Regions from separate parts of the Danio rerio genome. Here all the other regions are linked to region 2. Evidence: chromatin contacts called from public Micro-C data. All regions are on one chromosome and are shown on one strand. The core of a region is the stretch at or near the end of the contact, and the rest is flanking DNA. Distances in the headings are between cores, read along the strand shown.

Region 1 (4,563 bases), core at 1,843-4,342, 130 kb before region 2:
TAGACTTCAGAGAGGAAAAACCTTATGCAACGTGTTAATTACTCTCATGCGGCCTGCCATTAACATTTCATGGGCACTGCACAAATACAAAGATGTGCACAAGCTAGTAATGATATAATTGTCTGTACTGTAAAAAAAGCAGTTTAAATGGTCAGTTGTACAGTCTGTTGAGTCAAATGATGATGTTTGTGAAGCATTTGAAATGTAAATATATGTTGTTTGCTAAACTATTTTGGAAATTACTTCTTTCTTAATGCAAGACATGTGTTGACTTATTTAAAGGTGTTTACACTGTTTACATCTAATAAACTAATAATTATTATTATTTCTTTGATTTTATCTTTGACAATCTCAAATCAATTTAATGCTAGATATTGTTTACAATGAGTACTATCATTTGTGTTTTATTTAGTAATTGTACTTACAAATTTGTACTACAATTATGTAGTTACTTATATATTTTTTTCTGATTTTAATCTTATGTTCTGAATACAGGTAACATTCAAAACATTTGCTGGTAATTTAATTAAACTGTTTTCACAAAGCAATTTGATTAAATGCTGTTTAATTTCTATAATAATGGTATGATAACAGTTTTTAACGGCATGATTTGTGTTTAATTGAATATACAGGCTTCAGTTTGTACAACGATTTTATTGCTACCTATTTTCTGGCATGCGTTTTAAGTCATATTTTTCTAAAATGTAGTCGTTTTCATTTTAAAACTTGTGTTTAAAAAACAAACACAGACTGACTCTGCTATACTTTACTGGGGGATCGGTCAATGGCTTTTTTGGGATCCCCCAACAACACACACTCCCCAGCCTACTACTGAGGGACTGGGACAAGTCAGAACATGCTGAAGACACTAAAGCACACCCACTTAAACAACTCATTGTGATGCTTAGGGACTTAAAACACATTTTCCAACAAAAAAGTGACGTATAGAGTTCCCACATTTACATATATTAAAGAAATAGTTCTGAAGAATGAAAAGTGACAGTGCTTTTTTTTCTTGTCCAGTTCAATTGGAAGTCAGTTGGATCCAGTGTTGTTTTGGACCCCATTGACTTTCATTGTGTGGGTAAACGTTCTTCAATATATCATCTATTGTGATACATAGAAGAAAACAAGTCAGGGTTTGGAACAGGTCAGTACACGATGACTGTTAACCTTTCCTTTAAAGTTTGGCAGGAATTGAACATGAAGCAATGGAAAAAAAATATTTTAATTTACAATATACATTTATGAGTAAACATTTTAATCTGCATACAACTGATCACAATTTTGGTCATTTAGAGCTTTTTAAACATAAAATAAATAAGGTGTTATGTTATCAGACAATATTCAAGTAGTCACAATAAATCACTTACTGAACAAGAAAAATTACTTAAGATGGTCTTGTCTTATTCAATGTATTTATTTGTATTGTATAAACTGTATAACGTATTCATTTGTACAATTTAGATTTTGCTAAAAAAGGCATAAACACATTACAATAAAAAAGTAATTTTGCTTATTAAATAAACGTGATGATTTATATATGTTTAGATTTTTGTACTGGACAAAATGACTAATCCTTTTTTAGCAGTGCAGAGGGAATCCCAGTCTCAAAGTCCCAGCAGTTTGCAGGAATGCAAACTGAGCTAATGGGTGACAGGTAAATGTCTGCTCCCTAGCTTTTGTGGTTCTGGATAAAGACACAAAACACTCCTCCGACTAAAGCAATTACAGATCCTTTGGCTGTACACTGAGTCCCATAACTGTGTGTCGAGTAAACAGTGGCAGAATATGTCAAACATAATGATCTATAGTGCTTAATGGCCAATGTACAGTGGGCTAGCACAATACGCTCTGATTCATCAAAGAAAAATGCTCTGGTGGAGGACACAGATTTAAGTAAATATTGATTGTGAGAGCAATTATAATATTCATTTGAACTAATATGCAACCAATGGAAATGACAACTCATTATCATAAGCATATGAACAGTTTAGATGCAAAACCCTTTAAATGATATTTTCGTCTAAAATTAGCTTTTTTCCAACTCTTGTGTAGACTCAGAAATGTTACTGTTATAACGACGAATAAGCTCTTTTCATTGCCTTTAACAGTGAAATAACTCAACATTAACGTGTTCAGATGGCATTTAGAAGTTTTTGTGTCTGACCTCTTCAAACAAAATGCTATATGTGCTAATTTTTTTTTGTTTTTTAGCAATGTAATACATTCATATTTATATTTCAGCTGCATAGACTAAAAGATCATCCCATGAAGAACTTTGATCAACATTTCCTTTAAGTCAAACAGCCCTTTCAGAATTAAAAAGAAAAAAAAGAAAGAGAATCAAAACAATGTGAGGCAAAATTAACACCTGAGGACTAATAAAAAAAATAAAAAAATCACACCAGAGGTGTCACTCCTCTCATCCAACATTTTCTTACTAAACCAATCACAAAAAAAACGTATACAGAATCATATCTTATCCATAGAGGGGGGAGAGAGAGAGAGAGAGAGAGAGAGAGAGAGAGGGGGAGAGAGAGAGAGAGAGAGAGAGAGAGAGAGAGAGAGAGAGAGATTATTTATTTATTTACAGGTCCTGAGGCAAATCTGTGGGGATGCTGATCAATGACTTAGCAAAAGAAGAAAAAACTCTGCAATGTGACACATTAAGCGCTTAGAGATCATTGGGACTAGATAACATTCTCATTACACGCGTTTGAAGTCGCTCATTTACAACTTACCGATATCTGCAATCACAGCACAAAGCCTCATTCAAAATCTCTCATTTAAATCTCAGCAGGCTCATTTATACAGGCTAGTCGGCTAACCTTGTAAAACACGACTCATTTTCATCCTCTGCAACTGTTAGTGCAGGTTTTGCTGAAACGACTGTCAGTTAATCAGGAGAAAGAAACACCTCAGCTGTCTGTTTTCTCTCCCTCTCTCTTTTATTTGGCTATAAACAGCGAGCGCGAACACGTGAAGCTGTGGGCGGAGCTATGGAGCGTGAACGTAGTCTTGAGTAGCCAATCAGAGCCGAGCGCTTCTCTGGCTGTATAAATACATCCAAGCTCCAGTCTCGGCTCTCAGAAAACCAAGTAGAAGTCTTGGTGAGATCTAGGAGAAGGAATTTGGAAACATTCATATACTTTATCATTTAGAGAAAAACAGTGTCTTCGATTCTGACATTGCTTTTACGGCGTCTGTGGATATTTTGACTTAAGCCTTTTTATTCGTAAGCTTTGGATAGCATCTTCCTATCGCTCTTTTGCCAAAATGCGTCTGATCCAGAACATGTCAACTATTGCGGAGTACCCGAGCGCCGATTGCCCGTCCAGCCGGGTCATTAAGATCGCAGTCATCGGTGGCAGTGGGGTTGGCAAAACCGGTAAGTTTGTGGACAAGCTATGAGCAATTTTACATTCTCACAATACATCCTGTAATGTTCTGTGTGCTTTATCGTTAAAATTCTGGTCTTTTTCTTGCAGCATTGGTGGTTCGTTTCCTCACTAAGCGGTTTATCGGCGACTACGAGAGAAACGTTGGTAAGTTTGTCATCTTTCTAACAAGACAACCGATTTAGGAATCATTAAACCCATTTCTGCTGTTGTCAAATATATTAAACTATGCGCTTTCGCTTTACAGGCAACCTGTACTCCAGAGAGGTGCAGATAGACGGAGAACAAGTGGCCATTCAAGTTCAAGACACTCCTGGAGTTCAAGTGAGTACATATGAGCCATGCAGGAATACACTTGTTTTTTATGAGACATGTAACCGTTATAAGCGCTCGTAGAGCATCTTTCATTCATTCCCACGCTGCTACTTCACGGGTGAGAAGTGTAGAAAGAGCGCATACCTTCACCTATTGTCTTTCAGCGCTTCTTTTGTGTTTATCCGGGTTTCTGCTTAACACTTGGGGTTAATTGGCCAGCGGGGAGCCTGCTGTTGCACTCCTATATGGGGGAAGCTCGTTCATGTACAGCAAAGTCTGCTTAATTCTGCGATTTGTATCAAAGAACTGGACACGAACGATTAAACTGAACTGATTGTATAGCGTCGCAAGATCTAAACAGTCCAAAATATGTTTGCTTGACGTTTTTCTATCAGAAAAGGACGATCATTGCAACTTTGCATCAAGCTAAGATTCGTCTCATCTAAGTGTAATTCACATTTACAAAACCAATGATAAAATGTTAAGATTGAATAAACGTGTAAGGATGGGAAATGCTTTTTTTTTGCATGCTTTTAAATGTGTAAATAAAAAAGGCAATTCACACCTAAGTAAGATTTCGATGTTAATTTTTTTACCTTCAGGCCATCTAAGATTGTCTGCTGATGAATAAAGTCACATAGAAGCTGAAACTGTGGTCCTTGGTGGTTCAAATAATACAAGTCAAACAGCTGCCACTTCACTCATGACCAGTGTCTGTTGACTTGCATTTTATGAATCCAGCATAATAGTTTCAGCTTCAAAATCTGTATATTTTATGACCTGGATTAATTTAAAATAAAATAAAGACTTTGGCGAATCCTAGTCTAACTCAAACAGAGTTCTTAAC
Region 2 (4,090 bases), core at 757-3,256:
CAGATCTCTCCTTTTCTGTGTGCATTCAGCCATCCATCTGCGGTGACTACATTTCTTATTTACTCCTCTGTCTCTGCTCAACATGTATGTAAAACACACATCATTTTTATTTGACAGGCAAAATGGGGGGCAATAGAGAAAGCAAATGTTAATTATAAATATGAGTCTGTGTAGAAAACAAAACGGAGTCTTCAAGTTCTACTGTTTTACGTAGGTTTTTTTTCTTAGAATTTGTAATGTTGATTTTTTTTTTTAATGAGCTAATGATTATACTTTTTTACTTAAACGATTTAAGTAATTACTTGAGCACAGTATACCAAAAACTTGTCATTCATATTTTTGAATATGTGCTAATCTTCTCTATTGAACAACCACAGTGTACACCATAAACTAACAAAATCATTTTGGAATTTTGATTATTATGTTAAGAACTTTTTATATCAAAATGTTTTTTAATAGAAAATATTTTTTAAATAGAATTTTTTATCGCTATAATGCACATAAATGCATTGTATATTAATGGATAAATGGGTAATAATGGAAATAAATCCAAATGTGTTTATCCAATAAATAAATAAATAAATAAATAAACAAACAAACATGCTGTGTTATGTAGAATAAAAAATTGAGCCAAGTACTGAGGAAATATAGCTACTATTTAAAGTAATCTGCATTTAAATTAATTGTGTGAAATCTGCTATTTAAGCACATGTTACAAATAACCCTCTGACTGTTACAACTTGGCTCGCAGGTGAGGTAAATAGTAACATTTTTACTCCTGGTAATTTTGGCAATACTGCACAGAAACTATGAGTCTGGCGAGCATAAATTCATTGTTCATTTGTAGAAGAGGTTTGTATTTCGTTAGTAAAAAAAAGAAATATATATATATATATAAAAAAAAAAAAAAAAAAAAAATATATATATATATATATATATATATATATATATATATATATATATATATATATATATATATATATATATATATATATATATGGTTTATCTAACCCCATTACTTTGTTCATTATTTGGCCAAAACCAAAAAGTGTTACTTTGTGCACATCTCTCCATTATTTGTTTAAAAAAGTACCACACTACAACTCTCATTTTAGCAAAAAAAGCATATGACCCCTTACTAAGATTAGACTTTAAAATACCTTTTCCCGTCTAAAAATGGCAAAAACGTTATACAAAAGTTATAAAAGTTTAAAAGTTATAAAGTTTTTATTAACCTCCCCCTGCAGGATGAAACAGGTACAGTCAACGCTGCTGAAATAAGATGTACGTGTCACATACAGTATAGGCTGCCTGTGAACATTCAACAGTAAAACAGACACTTAACCACTTACATACCATAGAACTCTATGAAAACTTCAACTATAAACAAAGACGCAGGAAATGTGAGCCACTCGGTCACGCACCCACAAATATGCATGCATATGTAATAAAATACACATTTAAAAGTATATGAGAACACCAATGCAGCATTCAAGGGCAGTTTGGGATAGTGGCTGCATGGTAATGTGGTGGTGAAGTTTTTATGAACCAAAAGGGGGCACTGTGGCTCCAAGAATCAGGTGGTCTGATTGCTGGCAACTTTATTTCAGTCCTCCCCCATGAGATATAAGTCATGGGCACACACCCACCGTTAAACACACCCACCGTTAAACACACCCACCGTTAAACACACACACACACACACACACACACACACACACACACACACACACACACACACACACACACACACACACACACACACACACACACACACACACACACACACACACACACACACACACACACACTGTAGTAAAACTTGGCCATTTTATTTCATTTTCCTCCGGGAGATTAGCGTCAGTCTAGCTTCGTCCAACTTCTCTCTTTTTTTATAACACACAGGAAAAAAAGGCAAGAAAAGGCACTATATACGCAGCCCAGATGTGCCCCTCTCCGTCACAATTTCCTTCATTCTTCTATTTCCTCCCTCTCTTTTATACCTTCCTTTCTTCTCATCGTCTCTCACTTGCGAACCGGTCCCTTCTTATCATGAGCACAGGTCCCATGAAACAGTGAGAAAGCCTGAGAAAATGCTCGATTGTGCAATTTCTCAATACTTTCTGTCTTGATTTCAACACAAACAAATGGTTCTCACAGTTTGAGATACATCTTGGTGTTTGTTTAACTGAAAGAAGTGTGAGAAATGACACAGATGTTGGTCTCAGAAAGAAAGAGAATGGTAGAATTGTTTGTTTTGTGGTATCTTACCACCTGGTTCACTAATGGAAATATGCAAATTAGTTAATGCAGATAAGTTCCTAGAGAAAAGAAAAAAAAACAGAAAAAAAAACAATTGCACTCTGATGTTTTGCTGCATAGTTTTGAGCACTTTATTGTGGATGTTTCAGTGCACTACTATATGACATATTTTACTGGACAGAATAAAGTGGCTGACACACAGTACTAAACTCAACCTACTCAAAACTAGCTGCTAAAAGTCAGAGAATGCAGATTTCAAATAAATTGCATAGTGTATAGCAGTCACAGACTCAAGTTGTTTAGCTTCATTGTTTGATTGCATCCAGTCGGAGGATATCCACTCATAGTTCAGCCAATTATGTAAGTTTGACACCCAGTGGTTGAACTTGGTATTGCACTCCTGGTTTAAAACACGCAAGCACAGGTTGCCAGATTGACAACAGCAACAAGAGTGTGCTTGACTATTGAAACTAAAGACTGATTTAAACTATGTTCTAAATATGAGCAATAAAGTGCAATAGAAGGAATATTTTCCATATTAAAATGAGTTTTTGTTCTAACCAACACCTGAAATATATACTTTAGAAAAGGCTTCTAATCCTTGCAGCTGAACAACAGAATAAACTGACAATGATCACCTCAGTTACACCTCATGTGCTTTATTCCATGTTAAATGCTAATAATGAGCGTTTGAATGCCATTTTACATGCCATTTATTGCATGAAAGTAGCAGCAGCAGATAGTTCACCTATTTAACTTTTATAAATTTAAATTTAAAATTATATATTTATTATAAATTGTCAAAGAATTGTGACTTAGTGCAAGCCAACACATATCAGTAATTTAGCATGTACATTTAATAATGTTAAAGGTAAAGGTTTAAATGTAAATTTAATGTGTATTTATATAGCGCATTTATTGTGTATGGCCATACACCCAAAGCGCTTCACAATCATGAGGGGGGTCTCTCCACACTACCACCAGTGTGCAGCATCCACTTGGATGATGCGACGGCAGCCACAGGACAATGGCGCCAGTGCGCTCACCACACACCAGCTATAGGTGGAGTGGAGAGACAGTGATCGAGCCAATTCGGTGGAAGGGGATGATTGGGAGGCCATGATCGTAAGGGCCGATAGAGGGACTTTGGCCAGGACACCGGGGTTACACCCCTGCTCTTTCACGAGAAGTGCCATGGGATTTTTTTAATGACCGCAGAGAGTCAGGACCTCGGTTTAACGTCTCATCCGAAAGACGGCAATAATATTAATATTAATATGTATTAATTAGATTATAAACCTTACCATTTCGTTTTGCAGTGAGTGCAATTTTCAGTGCTTCTGAATGGCTGTATTTAAATTTCTGTTGTGTTTTGTCTGGTGCAACAGCCAAATTGCTTATCACTGCAAATCTCGTCATGTAGCGTGTTGTTCGGACATGGTGTTACAATGTAACCTGCTTAACAAATGTATACATTTGGAATGTTTATGTTATTTGCTAATTACTGATGACCTCATATGGAACGCCGAATCTGCTTCTCATTTCAGAGTCTGCTACTGTCCACCGGAGGTCACATTTCGGTCACAGGCGCATACTTTAAGTGCCTTTCTGACTGAATGAATGAAATACACGGTCTTCCACAAAGGCCACCCGCGGTGCTGAAATATAATTGGCTAAACTGGCATTGGGTGGGTTAAAAGAACCAAAACAAAGACAGACATTCTGGCACGTAAAGCACATTATTATAGCAGAATATCGGTCTTTAGCATAGTTTTTTAGATAAACAAGAATGTTTAAAGGGCACAAAATCACAGAGGTAAAGAAGAAA
Region 3 (4,416 bases), core at 800-3,299, 240 kb before region 2:
ACATCCATGCTAATACTTACCGATATTGCTGTTGTTGTTGTCCTCTGAAATGATGTCACATCCTGGAGGATGATGTCATTAAGGATATTATTAATGACTAACATGGAAAACAAAATTAAGGGCACAGGAAATCCTTGACTGACTGTCACACGTTGCCAGTAACACAACTTTAAACTATTTGATCATACTGAAGAAAAAGAAGAGACCTGAAATATTTAAATTCAAGAGGCTATTGAAAAGACAATTTATAACGCATAAGGGTCATTAGCACTATAAGATGCCTTTGATGTCCCACAAGATTGAATCAGTCCTTTATGAACATATTGCGAAATAATGAAATTCTGATGTTTTAATATAGTTGGTTAAATCTTTACACACATGCAGGTAGAATTATGTGTTTTGAAATGTTGTCAATTTTGCCATATTTTTTTTTATTGAATGGATGTGATTTTGCCATGTTTAGTGAGTTTAAAAATTAAAAAAAGATTGTCTTTAACAATTTATTATATAAAATAAGTAATTTAGATAACTTTTATTTTGGTTTCATAATATTATTATTCATTTTGCATGTGTTCTTGAAATAGCTGTCCACCCTGTCATGAGGTAAATGCCATTTTAAGAAATCCTCTGATGTACTCATTAGAATCCTCCTGCCCATTTTGCCTTTCTTTCGAGATTAAAACATCTTCTGTGCACACAGTAATCTACACTTATGTTACATATTTTTCCTCATATTGTGTTTGAAACTAAAATGTTGTCAAGCTTAACACGCCCCCCTTACTCCCTGTCATAATAAAATATTAATTCATATAAAATAATTCAGAAATCAAAACTATAGCTTTTAAACTGTACAAACAGCTTGAACAGGGAAACACTTTGCCATGCAGCTGCAGGTGCAAAATGTGTTGAATAAATGCTATCTTTAGCCAAAAGTGTCATTGTCCACACATTGACAAATCCTTCCTTCACAGGGGGTACATATGCATTGTTATTGACACTTTAATTATATATTTATTTAATATCTTATTGTTAATTAGTTAATGTTTTAAGGTACAACACGTATACACACACACACACACTACACCAGTAGATACAATACATGAGTGGACACCACAAACCTTTTGGCAATACCCGTCTCTTTAAAAGTCCATATTATGGAGCTCATTGACTGTTTGAAATAAAAATGCATGCCAATGTCCACCCTGTCATCTTGTTTTCCACCGTCATGTTTAACTTGATGAAAATAAACAAATTATTATAATCATCAAAACATTGTGTGTGATTTCTTAATTAACCAATAAGGGCTAGGTAATATTGTTTAAAAGTTTGACAAACTATTTTAGATGCTGGTGTTTTTTTTTAAAGAATGTGCAATGATTGCATATTTTATTGGGAAATAAATGTTTTATCCGTAACGTATTTCATTATTATAAATAGACATTTCCATAATCTCTAAAGTTGGGTTGGTAAAGGGACACATTATCTTTCTGAAAATATTCATTTTATAATCACACTGCAATGAAAATATACTTATACTAGTTTGAATTTGTCCATGACAGGGTGGACGCAAGTTGAGGTTTGTTTACCGTTTGTCTGCTTGGAGTTTATTTATAAAGACGGCTGGAGCTTGACCAACAGGCTAAGGTCTAATAAATACAATGTGGTTAAATAAAAAATCCTACACTTTATTTATTTTTTATTTTTTGGAAAAAAATAAAATTTAATTGAATATACATTATCCTAAAGACTGTAGAGTGATAATGACTCATAAAGAAATTAAACATCAGTAGGCTACATATTTAGCAGTCAGTATAGCTAACATAAAAAACTCAGACCTAGCTGTTAGAGTAACAGAGAAGAATGATAGGCATATGTGATAATAATAAATTGACTCAAATTGAAATATATGATAATATCAATTTAGCTTATGTAACTCTTGGATTAATATAACTTCAAAATAGCTAATGTAAACAGCAACGACATAAACAATCATATAAATGCACAGTTTATCCTATAGAGGGCGCGCTTAATCCAATAAAAACACGCCAGCAGGTTCAGCTTTGGACAAACGGAAGTAATCGGCATGGAGTAACCCTTCCCAGTAGTTTGTGCTTATAGGACGTTCAGAGGAATTTCAAGCTGTCTGTGTAAGGCATTTATAGCCTTATTACTGTAAAGTCACAGGTTATGTTTGTGTATGTTTAAGCGGCACTAAAATAGGCATGAATCAGGACTGAAGCCTGTCTGATGGAGCTCGGAGCATTCCATGGGAAGTGCAGAGATAAGAAAAATGATACAGGGAGCTACAAATGATCACACAGCCTCAAAATAGTATGGTCGCTCATTAAGTGAAGAAGCCCTATTTGATTAGAACGTATACTGCAATGATTCACTGACATTACTTTGCATTCTTATAACGAATTTGGGTAACTTTTTAAGGTCTTTTCTAACAATACTTATGACCACATTTAGTAGAAATACAGAATTAGTCATAGCCATACCATTCATTAGGCTATATAGCTTTAGTACGCACATGAATAAATAAGCTTTGTAGACTAAATTATTATTCAGCAGGATCCAGAGTGACTCAGAATAGAGAGAAGCAAAAACATCGAAAGCTAAAACACAATAAATATACTTAATGTAAGTACCAGAGAAATGTCTTAAATATAAAAGGTTAGCTGTAATTTTATACACCAATGAGCCAAAACGTTATGAAGATGTGCTGAAGTGCCTAAGACAGTTTAATTCTGGTTCAGTACAGTTTTACCATCAATATTTTTTTTAATAATCGAAGTTTGTCGCATGCAAGTAAATGCATCTTATTAGTCAAAGTGCTCATACTGCTCATATCAGGTTGTGATGTCAGGTGACCAAAATTCAGTGCATAGCTAGGGTCTAAGGACATGATTATTTTGACATCCAATAACGACATCAAACGACGTTGATATAATTTGGTTGATTTTAGATTGTGGTGTAAAGTGACCTAAATCCAACATTAAGCCAACATCTTAAACCAGCGTCATATTGGCATCAAATACTGACATTTCTTCGTCAGGCATGGCAATCAAAATCCAACATCTGTTAGATGTCGTAGTGGTAACATCTACACAGCGTCAAGCTGTTACATTAGATGTTGATATTTGGTTGATTTTAGGTAGGACATTGGACAATGACGTCAGCCTGATGTTGGGTTCCGACATCAATCTGATTTTTATTTCCAAACAAAATGCAACGTCCCCACGACATTGGGTTACAACATCTTTGCAGCTAATTTTATATTAGTTTTTAATTTTTAATAAGAGTCAAGGCTTCAGTTGTTATTTTGTGATTTGAACCACTGTTCATCCACGTTCTTCCGAGGTTCAATTTGGCATGTCATCTGTCATTGCTGGAGATTTACCGATTATTTCTGAGAGGCATAAAAAACAAACACAGTTCGTTTTCATGCAGTGTTATGAAATAACATACATTGTAAGAAAGCCTTGTTCATTGGTCCATTGGGTTGGACTGCTTTCTCATCACCTCATTCAGGCAATTTCAGAGCAACTGTTTTGGCATAGATCCAAGAACAATGACCTTGTTCATATATGCATAAACAACCAGCCTGATGTGAAATCACCCTAATTTTCTGCAAGTTCTCCATGCACATGCCTGAACATTACAACCTGCTGAGACATGGATTCTACAAGACTCCGGATGCTGTCCCGTGTCATCCAACATCAAGGCCAACAGTCCTGTAGAGTTGGAGCCGTCTTAGATCAAACTTGTTGGCCCAGCATATTTTACAGATGCTCGCATGGATTGAGATTTGAGGTATGTGTAGGTCAGGGCAACACCTTGAAGACTTCATTACACGATCCTCAAACAATTCCGAAACAATGTGAGCATTGGATTATCCTGCTGAAAGAGGCCACTTCCGCCAGGGAAAACCATTGTCATGACCTTGTATGAAGTGAAGCGAGCCATGTCAAATATGGTTTTACCCATACTTGAAATTGGTCCTCTGCTTTGCACACACACATTTTTAATGAAGAGAACACACAGACAAACACATTTAGTGATTTAGCAATTAGGAGTTATGTGCCTTCTTAAGGGCACCACAGCTGGGTATCAAAGACGGAGAGAGTGTAGTACAATACACCAACTCACTTACCATTAAGCCTCAACTGCCCCCTAATACATACTTGGTCTGCAGCACTGTTTAAAGTAGGAAGTATGTGCAAGATTTGTATCAACATGAATGGCTGACCCCGGGTTTTCCAGAATGACATTGCACAGAGCATCACACTCACGCCACCAGTTTGTTTCATCCCAGGTGCAATCACTTCACCAGGTAAACTTCCAAATGTGCACTATTCCACTTGATGGAATAGAAAAATGGGCCTCACTGGAGCAGGGGACCATTTTGTACTA

The links. Hi-C and Micro-C count contacts between places; a contact is called where the count stands out from the background.
Region 1: a Micro-C map of caudal fin shows a contact between it and region 2, with 5 times the contacts expected there. The contact joins the promoter of rasl11b here to the enhancer-like site in region 2. A contact is called at or near these places in 2 of 18 Hi-C or Micro-C datasets (caudal fin and an unstated tissue) and 1 of 4 datasets of contacts at active chromatin or transcription factors (caudal fin).
Region 3: a Micro-C map of caudal fin shows a contact between it and region 2, with 20 times the contacts expected there. The contact joins two enhancer-like sites. A contact is called at or near these places in 9 of 18 Hi-C or Micro-C datasets (caudal fin, embryo, fibroblasts and 3 more) and 1 of 4 datasets of contacts at active chromatin or transcription factors (caudal fin).

The regions. Positions count from the first base shown.
Region 1 is chr20:25,625,162-25,629,724 of GRCz12tu, reverse strand. It overlaps rasl11b (RAS-like, family 11, member B), which reads left to right and starts at 3,092. Exons shown (of 4, transcript NM_200140.1): 1 at 3,092-3,391; 2 at 3,492-3,548; 3 at 3,649-3,725. The coding sequence starts at 3,280. LOC108180337 (a long non-coding RNA gene) reads right to left here and starts at 2,937. Exons shown (of 2, transcript NR_170103.1): 1 at 2,745-2,937.
Region 2 is chr20:25,492,202-25,496,291 of GRCz12tu, reverse strand. All of the region lies in intron 5 of scfd2 (sec1 family domain containing 2), which reads right to left. Among named protein-coding and RNA genes, the nearest start is that of rasl11b, 130 kb to the left of the region's middle. Within about 2 kb of position 2,006, at least 12 of the 62 cell types and tissues checked have an H3K27ac peak or open chromatin away from gene starts, as enhancers often do. A contact at or near this core is called in caudal fin, where this site is marked.
Region 3 is chr20:25,728,899-25,733,314 of GRCz12tu, reverse strand. No RefSeq gene overlaps it. Among named protein-coding and RNA genes, the nearest start is that of spata18, 41 kb to the left of the region's middle. Within about 2 kb of position 2,049, at least 5 of the 62 cell types and tissues checked have an H3K27ac peak or open chromatin away from gene starts, as enhancers often do. A contact at or near this core is called in caudal fin, where this site is marked.